3 separate regions of the Mus musculus genome follow, and all the other regions are linked to region 3. Evidence: chromatin contacts called from public HiChIP or PLAC-seq and promoter capture Hi-C data. All regions are on one chromosome and are shown on one strand. Each heading gives the region's core, a stretch centred on a gene start, on an enhancer-like site or on the middle of the called end of the contact. The rest is flanking DNA. Distances are from core to core; before and after follow the strand shown. Region 1 overlaps Atp8b4 (ATPase, class I, type 8B, member 4). Region 2 overlaps Atp8b4 (ATPase, class I, type 8B, member 4). Region 3 holds the start of Fbn1 (fibrillin 1).

Region 1 (4,849 bases), core at 435-2,934, 950 kb before region 3:
CACCCCCGCCCATGAGAGTCTCTACTGGACTGCTCTCTGCCTGACAGTCCTGAAGCAGATTCCCAGTGAATCCGATTTGATTAAAAAACAAACCAAAACACACTTGTCTAATAGGGTCATGTGCTTGTTACTAAGTCTGCCTTAGGTAGAGGCACACAGGGATAGTGTGGGAGTCAAAGAGACCCAGGTACATATTTTAGCAGTCTTTGTGCTTGCTAGGATTTTCAATGCCTTATATGCTTCAGTTATAAAACTGGGATAGGGAAATAAGGACATGATATTAGTTCTGACTCATTCACAATGTATTCTGTGCACAGTCAGGAAAGCATTACTAATGTGAATACATAGCCCATGAGTTTGTTCAAATCATTCTAGCATAGAAACTAACTCAAAATTTCAGAGCATCCAGTGATTTAAGATGCAGATACCCGCTAGCCCCTTTCTAAGGTAGATGATCAATGGCTCTCTGGCAAGTGTTATGAAGAGAGATTGGTAACTTCCTAAAGACTGAGATGAGAAGCTGAGGCACCAGTGACAATGCCACAGCCAGCTGAAAGATGTGTGTTGGAGAAAGAGCTCAAGGAGCCCGTTTTTAAGTTTTTATTTTTAATTTTAATCAGTTTGAAAGTTGGCATAAAGGTATTTCTCAATGTGTTTTGCAATTGAATGCATGTAATTGAATCATCTTAGCTAGTTTACTTTTGTACGAATAGCCGATCATAATCTCATTTATTTCTATAAGTCTTATACAATTAATTGACAAAGTTTGGAAGATGATGTACTTCTAATTTAAAAAATCTTAAACGATGGAAAATGTTGCTTCAGCTCATTCCAGAAATCTCTTCCCTGACATGGTTCACCACCATTGTGCCACTGGTCCTGGTGATCTCGATGACGGCTGTCAAGGATGCCACCGACGACTATGTGAGTATTCATGCCTGAGAAGGCTTGGTGTTTCCCTTTAATTGTATTTCTACCTTTTCAGAAACAGAGACCTAGCCAGTGGGGCTAAAGAATAGTCAAGGGTGAGACAGAGAGGAAGGCTTGTAATTAATTTATGTGATGCTCCTTCACAGTTGTTGTATGCATAATTTTTAATAAATCTATAATTTGATGTGAGCCATCTAAAACTGGCCATACACAAGTGTATAATGCACTTGCTTAATGTGGTATGTGTTCGTCCCCTAATGAAGTGCTTAATGAGTTTCAAGGTACACACTGACACTGTGACATCCAGGGTGAAAAAAAGAGAGCCTGACACAACTATGATGTATGTGTATGTGTGTTTTTGTATGTGTATGTATGCATGCATGTATCTATGTATACACATATATTTTGAAATACAAAAGGGAAATCACTTATTCTTCTGATTATGTCTATGAACTAAAGCTTCATGCCTCCGACATCACACCAGTTCATCTGAGGGTGTGCACTAACATGCTGAGATACCTTTGTCCCTGAGTAAGCTTATTGTCTCTTTGATACATGTGTCTCTAATTTGGGCTCTTGTTATTGGACCTTGACAGCTCATATAGAAGCTCTTATCTGAATGGCTTCTAGTTTCAGAGCCTAAAGGGAAGCTCTTCATATTTGCATTTTTCCTAGAGATAGAAGATGGTTGCTTTGCTGGAGCATATGAAGCAATATGAAGCATTATATAGTCTGACCACTTGGTCATAAAACATAAACCCTTGGCCAAGTGTGACTCAGCATTTCATTCTTATTTCTGTTTTAAGTGAGTGGTGTTTCATAATATCACTGTTAACAATTAGGATTTCTGAAGAATAAAATATATGTTGTTAAAAGTAATTTCTCGGTTTTTAAAACCACAGTGCAGACTGATCCGCTATAGCAAGTGCAGAGTGCCCCTGTGAGGGATAGAACTTGCAGTTCCTGGTGGAAGTTCTCAAAACTGTGTGGGTTTTCTCTGGACTACAAGGCAAATGGCGTGCTGTGTTCTTAGAAGCAAGTAGAAATGTGTAAGGATTAGAGTTGTGGGTCTAGCGTGCAGCATATGTGTGCATATGAGTGCACACACAGAGAGAAGATTCCGGTGGTGATGTGTGTGCCAGGATGAGATGTAGGGAGGTGAGCATTGATTACGTGTATGGGACTCTGCTCCAGGTAAGTGCAAGCTGTGCTCATATTTGGACAGTAACATTGTCTAAATAGACTAACTCGAAATATGCCCAGTGCTGCTGTTAGGATTGATGAAGTGTGACTTAAGATAGGTCTCTCTTAAATTTTTTTTTCAGTTCCGTCACAAGAGTGATAATCAAGTGAATAACCGGCAGTCTAAGGTGCTCATCAATAGCAAGTAAGAAATCCGTTCTCTGGCCTGCCTGCCTGCCTGCCTGCCTGCCTGCCTGCCTGCCTGCCTGCCTGCCTTCCTTCCTTCCTTCCTTCCTTCCTTCCTTCCTTCCTTCCTTCCTTCCTTCCTTCCTCCCACCGTTCCTCTGTTCCTCCGTTCCTCCCTCCCTCCCTCCCTCCTTCTTCCCTTCCTCCCTGCTTCCCTCCTTCTTTTCTTTTTTCTTTTTAAAGATTTATTTTATATATAGTGTTCTGCCTGCATATATGCCTGCAGGCCAGAAGAGGGCACCAGATCCCATTATAGATGGTCATGAGCCACCATGTGGTTTCTGGGAATTGAACTCAGGACCTCTGGAAGAGCAGTCAGTGCTCTTAACCTCTGAGCCATGTCTCTAGCCCTCTTTGGATTTTTAAATGATTGGTGGCTTTCTATTTTAATTATATGAATATTTCTGTCCTTTAACTTATTGGAAATTGAAGTATATCTTGATCATCGTTTCATGAGTCTTTTTCACACCTAGCAAATTCTTTGGGAGTTTCTTTTGTGGAACACAGACATGTATTTGATATTATAGTACCAAGAAAGTAGCAATGATAGGTTTTTATATGCCTCCTATAGTTGATTTAGAATACATTATCCATAGTCACATGGATTTCCCTCGTATTTAATTTCATGCATTGATAAATACCATCCATGGAAGCAGAACTAACATCAGCAGTGACTTCAGACACGAGTATGTTTACCCAAAGAACAGGGAAAACACTAGAGAATTGGGAAGGAAAACTCCAAGCTCCTTTCCAATGTTTCTTTTTATCTTACTTACTTTTTTGTATGGACCACTTTCCATATCTTTTAAATTTTTAATGAATTTCCTAGCTTATGAAGTAATAGGTTCCGTGTTTTTAGACATGTATCATTTGTGTGATTCTCCATCTTCCTTGCCCCCTTTCCACTGCACCCTCTCACCTCCAGCATCCTCCTGGTCCAAATGTTCTACCGCCTTCCCCAGTATCCTCTTTTAAAGGTTCTCTATTTTTCCAGCCTCATGGGCTCCTTTCTCATTTTGTGGGCTCTAGTCCAATTTACTCCCATCTTGACACACACATTTAAGAGTTATAGGCTAGGATCCACATATGAGGGAGAATATACAGATTTGTCTTAGCCTGGGTAAATAGAATGTCCCGCTGAGAGGTGCCTCAGCGGTTAAGAGCATTTGTTCTTGAAAATGAGTTCCCAGAACTCACAACTGGCAACTCACAACTGCCTGTAACTTTAGCTCTCAGGGAATCAGATGCCTCTGACCTCCAAGGACACCTGCATTCATATGCACACACACATAATTAAGAATAATAAAACAATTATTAAAAAGAATGTGTCTAGGGTTGGAGAAATAGCTCAGTGGTTAAGAGCACTTTTCATTGCAGAGAACCTAAGGTTCAATTCCCAGTTAATTCCAAGGGATCCAGTGCCTTCCACATGTACCAGGTACACACATATGTGTACAGACATACATGTGCACAGAGCAAAACACTCTGACACACAGAATAAAGTGAATATTGAAAAAAACACAAAGAAAATGGTTTCCATTTCCAACCTTTTTGCCTGCAAATCACATAATTCTATTTTTCTTCTAGGTGATATGAAATTCCATGTGTATATGTACCTGTCTTAGTTAGGGTTTCCATTGCTGTGAAGAGACACCATGACCAAGGCAACTCCTATAAAGGACAACATTTACTTGGGGCTGGCTTACAGTTCCAGAGGTCCAGTCTATTATCATCATGGTGGGAAGCATGGCAGTGTGCAGGCAGACATGGTGTTGGAAGAGCTGAGAGTTCCACATCTTGATCCAAAGGCAGCCAGGAGGAGGCTCGCTCCTACACTGGGCAGGGTTTGATCACTCCCTCAAAGCGCGCCTACACAGTGACACTCTTCCTCCACAAGAGCACACGGTATTCCAACAAGGCCACACCTATTCTAACAAGACCACACTCCTCTAGTGCCACTTCTCATGGGTCAAGCATATTCAAAGCACTACAGTACCCCATTGTCATTGATCATTGATGATGATCATGGATATATAGAGTGATTTCATTTCTTAGCTCTTGTGAATTTAGCAGTATTAAACATGCCTGTGCAGATATCTCTGTGGTAGCACACAGAGACCTTGGATATATGCCTGAGTGTGACAGCCACGTCCTACAGAAGCTCTATTTTCAGCCTTCTGCAAAGCCACAACATGTTTTCCCTAGTGATTGCACTAGTTCACACTCCCATCTACAGTGAGCGAGAGTTCGAAACCTGCATCCTCATTGGCATCTGTGGTCATCTATTTTCTCCATGGAGGCCATTCTGACTGGGGTGAGATGGAATCTCAAGGTAGTTTAATTTTGCTTTATTCTGATGGCTGGAGATATGATACACTTTTAAAAGTGTCTACTGGCTGTTTGCATTCTTCTTTTAAAAAAGCATTTCTTCAGAACAGTGACCCATTTATTGATTAATAGGATTTTTGGCATTTAATTTATAACATATATG
Region 2 (4,711 bases), core at 493-2,992, 850 kb before region 3:
TCTTATTCTTTAAGGAAAGCAAAGGAAAATTTGCTTGGACAAAGCACGAGTTTTTCCAATGGACATGCAGTTTATGACAACAAGCAGCGGTTGGGGTTGGACGCGGGTGCAGGAGAGGCTGTGACAGGAGAATATGCCTTAGTCATAAATGGCCACAGTTTGGTGAGTTTGCCCGAGGCTGTTCTTCTCTTTTTCTTTACTCCAGCAATCATCTCTTTTGTGCTGCCTTAATGAGAGTCTCCTTTGTGTTTTTCAAACAAATGTCACTACAAGAGATAGGGCGTGCACAGGATTTCCTGTTTGCAGAAGGAAAGACTTCCAGTGTGCCTTTCAGACATCATTGTTTGAAGGATCGCACTGGATGTGAGGCTCTGGAGAAACAGTTCGCAGGGAGTCTATGAGTTCTGCCTAAACGGTTACTTCCGTTGCTTCGCAGAACGGTTTAAACGCTTTTGGAAGACGGTGGGGGATGGCGCAGATCAGTTTTTCAGTTACCGTTCTTGCGAAGGTTTGTGATTTGCGAGTCATAACCTGACCTTCACAGAATTACCACGCCAAATCATTGCCATTAAGATACCTCTGGTGGTTTTTCTAAATAGCAACGTTCTGCAGCAAAGCCAAACGATTTGATTTCATTAGGAAATCTGGCTCTTGTCATAATAGAATAAACTTGCATTGTACTTCTAACGCAGTTCAGGTTCCAAGCCCCAAACAAAACTCAACCGCTCCTCCTGAGTCTCTAATTAGAATACAAAAGCCCCGACTGCAGTCTCGTGAAATTATCATTTCTATGTACAAAGAACTTAATCTCACATCTTTCTTTGGCTTTGGTGCTCATTTTTCACTTTGGAGTTTGGAAAAAATGAACGTTTGTTCTTGAAGGCAGTTTCTTAGTGGACAAAAGAAGTTGGAGCTGAGTCTATTAGATTCCCCCTTGTGACCGTCCGCCTGTTAGCTCCTAGCTCTCTAAGCACTATCCAGCTGGATCCCAGACGCAGCAGAGTGCTGCTTCCACACCGTGGAAAGTTACAGAGCTCAGCTGCAGGCCAAGCTCAGTCAAAAACTGGTCCAGATGACATGAACTTTTCCCTTGCACAGATGAACACCAACTGAAAGTTATGTCTGTCTGCTGAGATCTGGAGTTGAGTGGCCTGGGCAGCTCGGTAGGACAGGATCCCTCCTGTATTATGCTTTTGACAGGCCCCTGGGCTTGAGGAAGCAGTGTTTGTAGGGCATGGGCTTTCTGGTGATAGTCACCTAGCCTGTCTTTTCCTCTGTTGAAAGAAGGCTCTAAGCTGGAAGCTCTTCAGGAGCCCTGTTTGCTTCAAAGCCCTGTGCTCATGAAACCATGAGATGTCCTTCTTCAGTTAGGGAGAATTGTCTGTATTTTTGCTAGTACAGTCAGGTTTTGTTTGCTTTCTTTTTAAATCATAGCTCCAGTTCTCTCAAATTCTGAAGCTTTTCTGAATGTATCCAGGTCTGTCTTCATCAAAACCCAAGTCTACGTTTAACTTGTTGATAATAAAGAAAAATGAGCAGAGGCAAAAGGGGCCATTCTGAGCAAAAGAGCCAGTTATATGCCTTGTCTTTCAGAACATGTGGTATATTTGAGAATGATGGTCCACAGTTTTCTGAGGCATATAGACTTTGATATAGAATTTTTCTGCACCAGAGTCACAGCTTTGGCCTCATTTACCCACCCATTGCCTCATACCATTTTCATTGTTTACACAGACTGGCCAGGTCACAGTGCTAGAGAGTGGCCGAGAACTCAGACATGATTGGAGCATAGTCCTTGTTTGGGAGATCACAGTATAGTTCTGATAGAAGTATGACAGATACTGCAAAAGAGGCATTAATGCAATGCCTTTAGAGCACAGAAATAGGCACGTTTAATTATTTGTTTAAAAAATAAACAGAGGAGACTTTCTGGCAGAGCGGATGTTATTGAGTAAAAATGCTAGCAAATACAAAGATATAAAGGCAGTCTTTTAAGTAGCAATGCAGCCTGATGGGAATTATAAGAGGACCTAAAGGTGCTACCGAACAGAGCCCCTGAAGATATGCGGGCCAAACTGGAGTGGGCTGCGAGTGTCTCACTAAGGGTTCACTCTAAATAGCTGTTACTCAACAGCAGACTCATGTTTTCTCTGAATGTGTCTAACATAGAGTACAACGTGAGATGTTTCTAGAAATGTAATTGTCCAAAAAAGTTAATTGGAGAGAATCATGTTCTCTTTTCAGTAATTGCTGAGGGTATAGAAAGGCTCTTGGTATGTGGAACAAGGGTAGGAATTGGTTGGGGAATCCTGACTGAGGCCCAAGTTGCCTGTCTCCCTCCTATTCAGGCTCCTGATTTCAGCCACAGTGTTTTGCTAGGGACAGCCTCTGCTCAGGTCCTTTTCATCTTGCCTATGCGTTGGCAGTCACAAACACTAAGTCTACAAAACAGTGCAAAGGACACTAGCAGTGTGCCATGTAGAAATCACCATGGTTGGCAGTTCATATCAGCAGGTTCTAGCTGTTGCTTCTATTGATTTTCAGTAGTTCCTAGTAGAACTTTATAGTAATATATATATTTTTTTAGACAGGGTTTCTCTGTATAGCCCTGGCTATCCTGGAACTCATTTTGTAGACCAGGCTGGCCTTGAACTCAGAAATCTGCCTGCCTCTGCCTCCCAAGTGCTCGGATTAAAGGCGTGCGCCACCACTGCCCAGTACATAGCAAGATCTTGCCAAGATGGCATGGTAACATATCAAGGAGGCACACTGAGGACATAGCTCTTATTTTTATGTTAAATTCCCTTGAAACTTGCCAACAGCTCAGTATTCATGTCTTGTTACTGATTCTGTAACCCTGAATTGATCAAGTAATGAAATGGTTCTGAAATGAAGTCAGTCAAGAACCATGCTATTTGCTTTGTAATTTACAATCGTCATGTGTTCTGTTTGCTTTGATGACACAGGCCCATGCCCTTGAAAGTGATGTCGAGAACGATCTTTTGGAGCTCGCCTGTGTGTGTAAGACTGTGGTTTGCTGCAGAGTCACCCCACTCCAGAAAGCCCAAGTAGTAGAGTTGGTAAAAAAGCACAGAAATGCTGTGACTTTGGCCATTGGTGATGGGGCCAACGATGTCAGCATGATTAAAAGTAAGAGGGTATTTTCTCAATGAGACATACTGCACGCATGGAGTCCTGCTTCAGCCTGTGATGCAATGTAATAGCAATGTTCATTCGTTTAATTTTACCATGGTTCTTATAAAAATTATACTTTCTGGGCAGCACTTACATAACTACTAGTACCTCTAAGGCATTTCTCTTCAGTTAAAACACCTGCATATTTCTTAGTTTAGAAAAGGGCATTGCTTGCCTTCTACAGTTTGAGAGGGAGAGACCACTCAGGGCAGGTAAAAGCAGCCAGCGCTTCGTTCCTAGCAGCTGGGGTTGGTTCCATCTTTGATATTTACAAGTGTAAAGTGCAAATTTCCAACCTTTACCCAGCCCAGTTTTCTCTTAGATAAAACTAGGATCAATACTTAACCATGTGACTAGTTCAGGATATATGTGAAAAACCATAATAATTATTATAGTTATACAGTTACAAAAAATGGCTAACATAAAAGAGGAATAAGTTTCTTAAAGATGCTGCAACTCTTTCTCATCTTCTTTTCCCTCTAGGTGCCCACATTGGCATTGGCATCAGTGGTCAGGAAGGACTGCAAGCAGTCTTAGCCAGTGACTATGCATTGGCTCAGTTTAGATATCTCCAACGACTGCTTCTTGTTCATGGAAGGTGGTCCTACTACAGGATGTGCAAGTTCTTATGCTATTTCTTCTACAAGAACTTTGCGTTCACCCTTGTGCACTTCTGGTTTGCCTTCTTCTGTGGCTTCTCGGCACAGGTAAGTAAAGTGCACCCTTATAATTCCTCCCATGAATGGCTCCCACTCTCCAGACTGTCTTACTGATAAAGAAAAGATACTTCTATGCCTGATCCAAGACAGTATAACCATTCGGTGATTTGAGTGCTGATGAGCTTTGAATCCAACCCACATAAAAATAGCTGGAATTTTTCTTATGTATAGAGTAACTAATTACAGTATCTTGCATATCTTTTAGCTTTTTATGAAATGTGTTGGTTTGATAACAGATAAGCCTTATGAAGAATTTTTAATATATATTTGTATTCTTTAAAAATCTCACACAGTCATAGTACACCCACCTCATTTGCAATTCCTTCCAGATCTGTTTCCTCTCCACCTCCCAAATTTATGTCTTAAAACCTTATCACTTGCCAAATCCAATTTGTGCTGCCCATAAACTTGTGGATGTAGGGCCATTCATTGGTACATGGTCAACCTACCGGGGCTCACAGACTTAAAGAAAACTGAGTTTCTCTCCACTTGTCAGTCATCAACCTCTAAAAGCTCCTTAGCCAAGCCGATGGGTGGGTCATGAGCACCTCTCCTGTATAGGCTAGAGTGGTGCCTGGCCTGATCTTTGCAGGCCTCATGCAGGCAACCACAGTCCCTGTGTGTTCATTAGTGCAGGGCCTTGTGTCCTGAGGAGACCGGTTTCTCACTGGCATCTTCCTCCTTTGTTCTGATCTCTGGCTCCTATGGTCTTTCTGTCCCTTCTTCCTCTGTAGTTCCTCAGGGAGATGAGGCGTGCAATAGATGCCCTATTTATGGCCATGCACTCTGCAGACACT
Region 3 (4,620 bases), core at 551-3,050:
CCACAGACTTTAAAAAACTGGGTCCTTGCCTATTTCTTTTTAAGTTCCTAGAACTTACTGTGTATCTATAGTTAAGAACTTTTGCTCTTTCTAAGTCGCCATGGTGCCTTAAAAGGGTTCAATGATACTTTATCAGGGAAGCCTCCTCTATTGGCCCTAGCCTATGTCTAGTCATGGTCACATACATCATCTAAGCAGTGCCCCGTGTTTGTTGGCATGTAACATATGAGCTACTATTTGTTTCAAGCTTGCCTTCCCTGTCGATCACCTGCTGTGCAAAGGGACTGAAACTCCTGGCTTACTTGCAAGTGATTCTGATTCATCCGTGGGCCAGGTGGCACAAGTGTTCAATAGCTACTTCTTCAATGAATGGTTCTTTATTTGACGACATTTGGAGTATATGTGCTCACTTGTGCGCATGCGTATGCCGAGTACGTTGGTCAGAGGACACATTCAGGAGTCTTTCCTTCCTTCTGCCAGGTAGTTCCTGGTGCTAGAACGCACGTTACCAGGCTTGGTGCTTTATTTGCTCAGAGCCATCTCCTGGCCCTCGAATGAATACCTCTTTTCTCACCTGAAGATGTAGGACGGAATCTCCAGTTCATGGATCTGTTAAGAGGATTTTTTTTTGAAAGTAAGACCTCAATTAAACTAGATAATATATTTAAATAATTATGAATTTAAATCAGTGTTTAAGTCTTCCTATTCAGGTATCGAAGCAGTGCAGTGAGTCCATTATCATGAGGCGTGGTCCATTTTGAAAAGAAGATGGAGTTGATAACATGCCTCGATCTCTATAATCTCATATCCGGGCACAAGATGTTGAAAACAAGAAAAATCCGGGTCAACAAGATGCGTGCATTCTTAGGGTAACTGTGTGGAAAGTGACAGTTGGTGACTGGAGTCCCTGGTCCCTGCGGTCGAGCCCGATGTGGATTTCAGACACCCCCACCCCACCCCAATCCCATGCATGTGTGTGTATGTGCTCTCTGTATAGTGTGTACACATGTGAAAATAGGGTTATTTTAGGAAACCCCATTCCTAACTGAGAGTTGGGCGGGAGGATTGTCTGAAACCCAAATCACAGGCCCCCACATCACAGACTGAGACTTTCGCAGCCTCTTCATTTAGCCTAGGTGAGTAGCTTGACCTGAGCCTCGGGAGAATTGCTCCTCCAGCGGGCTCCTGACACTGGCATGCCCCTTTCGCCGCCGCTAACCTGTTGGCTGGCTCAGTGGTGGTGGCCTCACCACAAGCCCTGCCTGAGCCTCGGAGCCTACAATTTCTCCTCCCAGCCAGACAGCAGAAGACTGGGCTGAGAAGCGAGGGCCACTGCCACAGAGCCCCTTTCCAGCCAGGGCCTCCTGGGCCTCGTTGGCCAAGGTGTCCAGCATGCGTTCTCCGCGCAGGTGGCCCAGCTCTCCGTGCTTCTGATCGCGGGAATCTCGGGTCTGGACCTCTCAGCCGCAGGCAGATCGGTCTAAACCGCTACTCCACCTCTTCCCATTCCCTCTCTTCCCCACCCTGGGACGGAATATCCCAGGCCAGGCAGGACTGGATCACCTCCGCCTCCTCCCAGGGCACTGATCCTGCGAATGAGGGAGGCCCGGGTCCGGGCGGTGGCTGGCAGAGGGGAGTGGAAAGGGAGGATAGATGGGGCCGGGGGTGGGGTGGTGATGGGGGGAGGTGGGGAGGGTGTCATTTTCTTTTTCTTTCTTTCTTTTTTTTAAAAAAGTATTTCTCTCGCGAGAAACCGCTGCGCGGACGATACTTGAAGAGGTGGGAAAGGAGGGGGCCGCAGAGTTGGGGCAGAGACTGTGGGTGCCACAGGCGGCCACAGCTGGGACAGCTGCGGAGCAGAGCAGCCACCGCCGCCTGAGAGTCCGAGCCGCTAGTCCAGTGGGTCTCATGGGGTCCCGCCAGGGTCGGGCGGCAGGCGGGTGGCTGGAGGGCCGTTTGCGCGGCATCCAGGGCAGGAGGCCGGGCAGGGTGAGGGGATGTCTCGAGCATCTGCAGCTGGCCCTCTCTGCCTGACAGCTGCAAGATCCGGGACTGCAGTGCCCTGCTCCACGTCGGATGCAGGGGACTGGCGGGGTTGGCCATGACCCGGTATGTGGGCGGAGAGGACCCTTTTTGGAGAGCTGGGGCGTCAGCCGTCACCGCGCGCAATCAGTGCCATTAAGACCGTGTAGGCAGTCCGCTCGCGGGACGCCTGGGCTCCCTAGGGACACGGTACTTGGCGCCGCGAGGCCACAGGGTCCGCGGATGCCAGTCGCCGGGTTCTGGCTCTGCAGCTAGTTGGGATCGAGTGGTCCTCGTTCCTCCGAGTAACTGCGCCACGCGCAGGCGGCGCGCGGTCTGGGCTCGGCACCGGGGACTGCGAGCTTTCAGCATCCCGGAGCCCTGAGTGTCTCACCTCCCCGCCTTGGGGACTTGTCTGTGTTGCAGGACAGGCAGGGACTACCCGAAGTGGGAGCAGTCCCTGGAGAAGAAAGCTGTAGGACCCAGGCCGGGGACCTCTCTGCATCAGGACAGCCGGACAGTGAGACAGCGGGACCCCGGAGACTCGGGCCGCTGGAAGGCGCGGCGGCGGCGGCGGCGGCGGCGGCGGAGCGAGTGGCGGCCGGCGGCACCATGCGGCGAGGAGGGCTGCTGGAGGTCGCGCTGGCGTTCGCCCTGCTCCTCGAGTCCTACACGAGCCATGGGGCGGACGCCAATTTGGAGGCTGGGAGCCTGAAGGAGACCAGAGCCAATCGGGCCAAGAGAAGAGGCGGCGGAGGACACGATGCGCTGAAAGGGTAAGGGAAGCTCCCAGCTGCTTCGGTGTGCCTCCCCTCGCCCTTCTTGGGACTTTAAGATCCACAGCAACTGACAGGGCAGGTTCTGGCCCGTAGAGGACCCTGGGTGAGATCCCCGGGAGACAGCCTGGAAGTGCCAAAGTTACTCGGTCATCAACTCTTGTTCAGATAACTCGCCTTGTTCCTGGCCCAGAGGAGAAGTCCTGGCTGGAGGGAATCCTGGGCCATTGTTGAAGCAGATTTGGGGAGGCGAGAATGGTTCCTTGTGGAAGAAGGGGAGGAGCTGAAACCCAGAGAAAGGGAGAAGCCCACTGCTTCTGCTGCTTACCAATTCCAGTTGCAGGGAGAAGTGCTTTTCCCGTGTGGGCATCAGCTATTTGGGAGGCATCGCTGAAAGGGAAGAATCCAGAGACTGAGATGAGATGCGTGGTCAGGAGATGGTCCTTCCTTTAAGTCATTCTCATGAAAACCAGAGCTGTACACTCGCGTTCAGACACCTACCCTGGAAGTTTGTAAGGCAGAGGGTTTTGAACACTAGTGTCCGGCCTGCGTGAGCTCTGCATGCAGCTGTGGCTGGCTCTAAATGGGTGTTCATGCGGTATCTTCTTGGAAAGCCCTGTACTATCAGCTTCCCATGCCCTAGTGTTGCAGCTGGGATGACTTAAATCGGTCAGGTTGGCTGTCTAAGGCTTGGCAGTTTCCGGAGCTGAAGGAGATGGAAATAATTCCCCTAAGAGTTTTTAATCGTTTAAAAAGGACAATCTCTGAGATTAAGTTGGAGTCTCTATTAGAAGTGGTAAGATAGAAATAAACGGCCACAGTTCTGTCCTTTGGAAGAGCCTGCTCAATGATTCAAGCGAGTGCACATGCTGAAGTTTCTTGTCATTCTAGGGGTGCATTTTTCCTGACTTGATAAGAGTTCAGTAAATGGGTGGAAAATTGATTTTAATGTTCTCAAGAGGCCTTTGTTTGGTTCAGCATCTTTCTTTCAAAAATCTATTTCTGCTGCACAAGATCATCTTAGTATCTATTGTGATGGCATTGCTCATATATATGCCAATATAAATGCATATATATATATATATATATATATATATATATATATATATATATGGAGGGGGAGAGAGAGGGAGAGAGAGAGAGAGCGAGGGAGATCTTTCACTCTGGGTTGCAAGTCTTAAGGCCAGAGTTTTGCCGGATCTTAGTGTGCTTCTGTTACCAATTTGCATGTCTCTTTTTGAGAAGACAACCTGACAAACAGAGAGGTGTCCCTTCTCTGCTGACAGAGCTGCACTTTGCCACACCATTGGGTTTCACATGAGCTTATGAATATAGAGTTATTGTCTGTACTTCTCCTAGTGCCTGATCTGACAGACTCCTGTCCATTGCAGTTTTTAAAAGATTTTATTTATTATAAATAAGTGCACTTTTGCTGTCTTCAGTCACACGAGAAGAAGGCATCAGATCTCATTACGGGTGGTTGTGAGCCACTATGTGGTTGCTGAGATTTGAACTCAGGACCTTTGGAAGAGCAGTCAGTGCTCTTACCCGCTGAGCCATCTCTCCAGCCCCCATTGCAATTTTTATAAATCTTTTTTTAAAACACATAGTATTAGTAGAACAGCTACTATGAGTATTCCTAGCTCTTATGATATTTTTAAGGTTTTCTGCCTCTATTTCTATGTATGGCTGTGGTAAAATTACTTTAAACGATATACAATTAAAAGTACTTCTCTCCTGCTTTTTATATACATTACACATTTTTTCTAACAAAATTATAAACATATATACATATCCACATATGCAGCACATATATATACAT

Evidence for each region. Promoter capture Hi-C pulls out the DNA fragments that hold promoters and counts their contacts. HiChIP or PLAC-seq counts read pairs in DNA pulled down with a chosen protein or histone mark.
Region 1: an H3K27ac HiChIP or PLAC-seq map of the NIH/3T3 cell line shows a contact between it and region 3, with 5 times the contacts expected there. The contact joins the enhancer-like site here to the promoter of Fbn1 in region 3. A contact is called at or near these places in 11 of 39 promoter capture datasets (the 3T3-L1 cell line, the C10 cell line, cranial neural crest and 5 more), 5 of 115 datasets of contacts at active chromatin or transcription factors (the NIH/3T3 cell line, acute myeloid leukemia, embryonic forebrain and 2 more) and 1 of 9 other capture datasets (embryonic stem cells).
Region 2: a promoter capture Hi-C map of the HPC-7 cell line shows a contact between it and region 3, with 2.5 times the contacts expected there. The contact joins the enhancer-like site here to the promoter of Fbn1 in region 3. A contact is called at or near these places in 7 of 39 promoter capture datasets (the C10 cell line, the HPC-7 cell line, embryonic stem cells and 4 more) and 1 of 115 datasets of contacts at active chromatin or transcription factors (stem cell-derived neural progenitor cells).

Annotation. Positions count from the first base shown.
Region 1 is chr2:126,455,711-126,460,559 of GRCm38.p6, reverse strand. It overlaps Atp8b4 (ATPase, class I, type 8B, member 4), which reads left to right. Exons shown (of 28, transcript NM_001080944.3): 5 at 826-924; 6 at 2,256-2,317. Among named protein-coding and RNA genes, the nearest start is that of Atp8b4, 33 kb to the left of the region's middle. Within about 2 kb of position 1,684, at least 2 of the 459 cell types and tissues checked have an H3K27ac peak or open chromatin away from gene starts, as enhancers often do. A contact at or near this core is called in the NIH/3T3 cell line and acute myeloid leukemia, where this site is marked.
Region 2 is chr2:126,357,207-126,361,917 of GRCm38.p6, reverse strand. Atp8b4 (ATPase, class I, type 8B, member 4) reads left to right here. Exons shown (of 28, transcript NM_001080944.3): 21 at 15-162; 22 at 2,967-3,150; 23 at 3,679-3,902. Among named protein-coding and RNA genes, the nearest start is that of Atp8b4, 130 kb to the left of the region's middle. Within about 2 kb of position 1,742, at least 40 of the 459 cell types and tissues checked have an H3K27ac peak or open chromatin away from gene starts, as enhancers often do.
Region 3 is chr2:125,503,618-125,508,237 of GRCm38.p6, reverse strand. Fbn1 (fibrillin 1) reads left to right here and starts at 1,800. Exons shown (of 66, transcript NM_007993.2): 1 at 1,800-1,899; 2 at 2,449-2,798. The coding sequence starts at 2,635.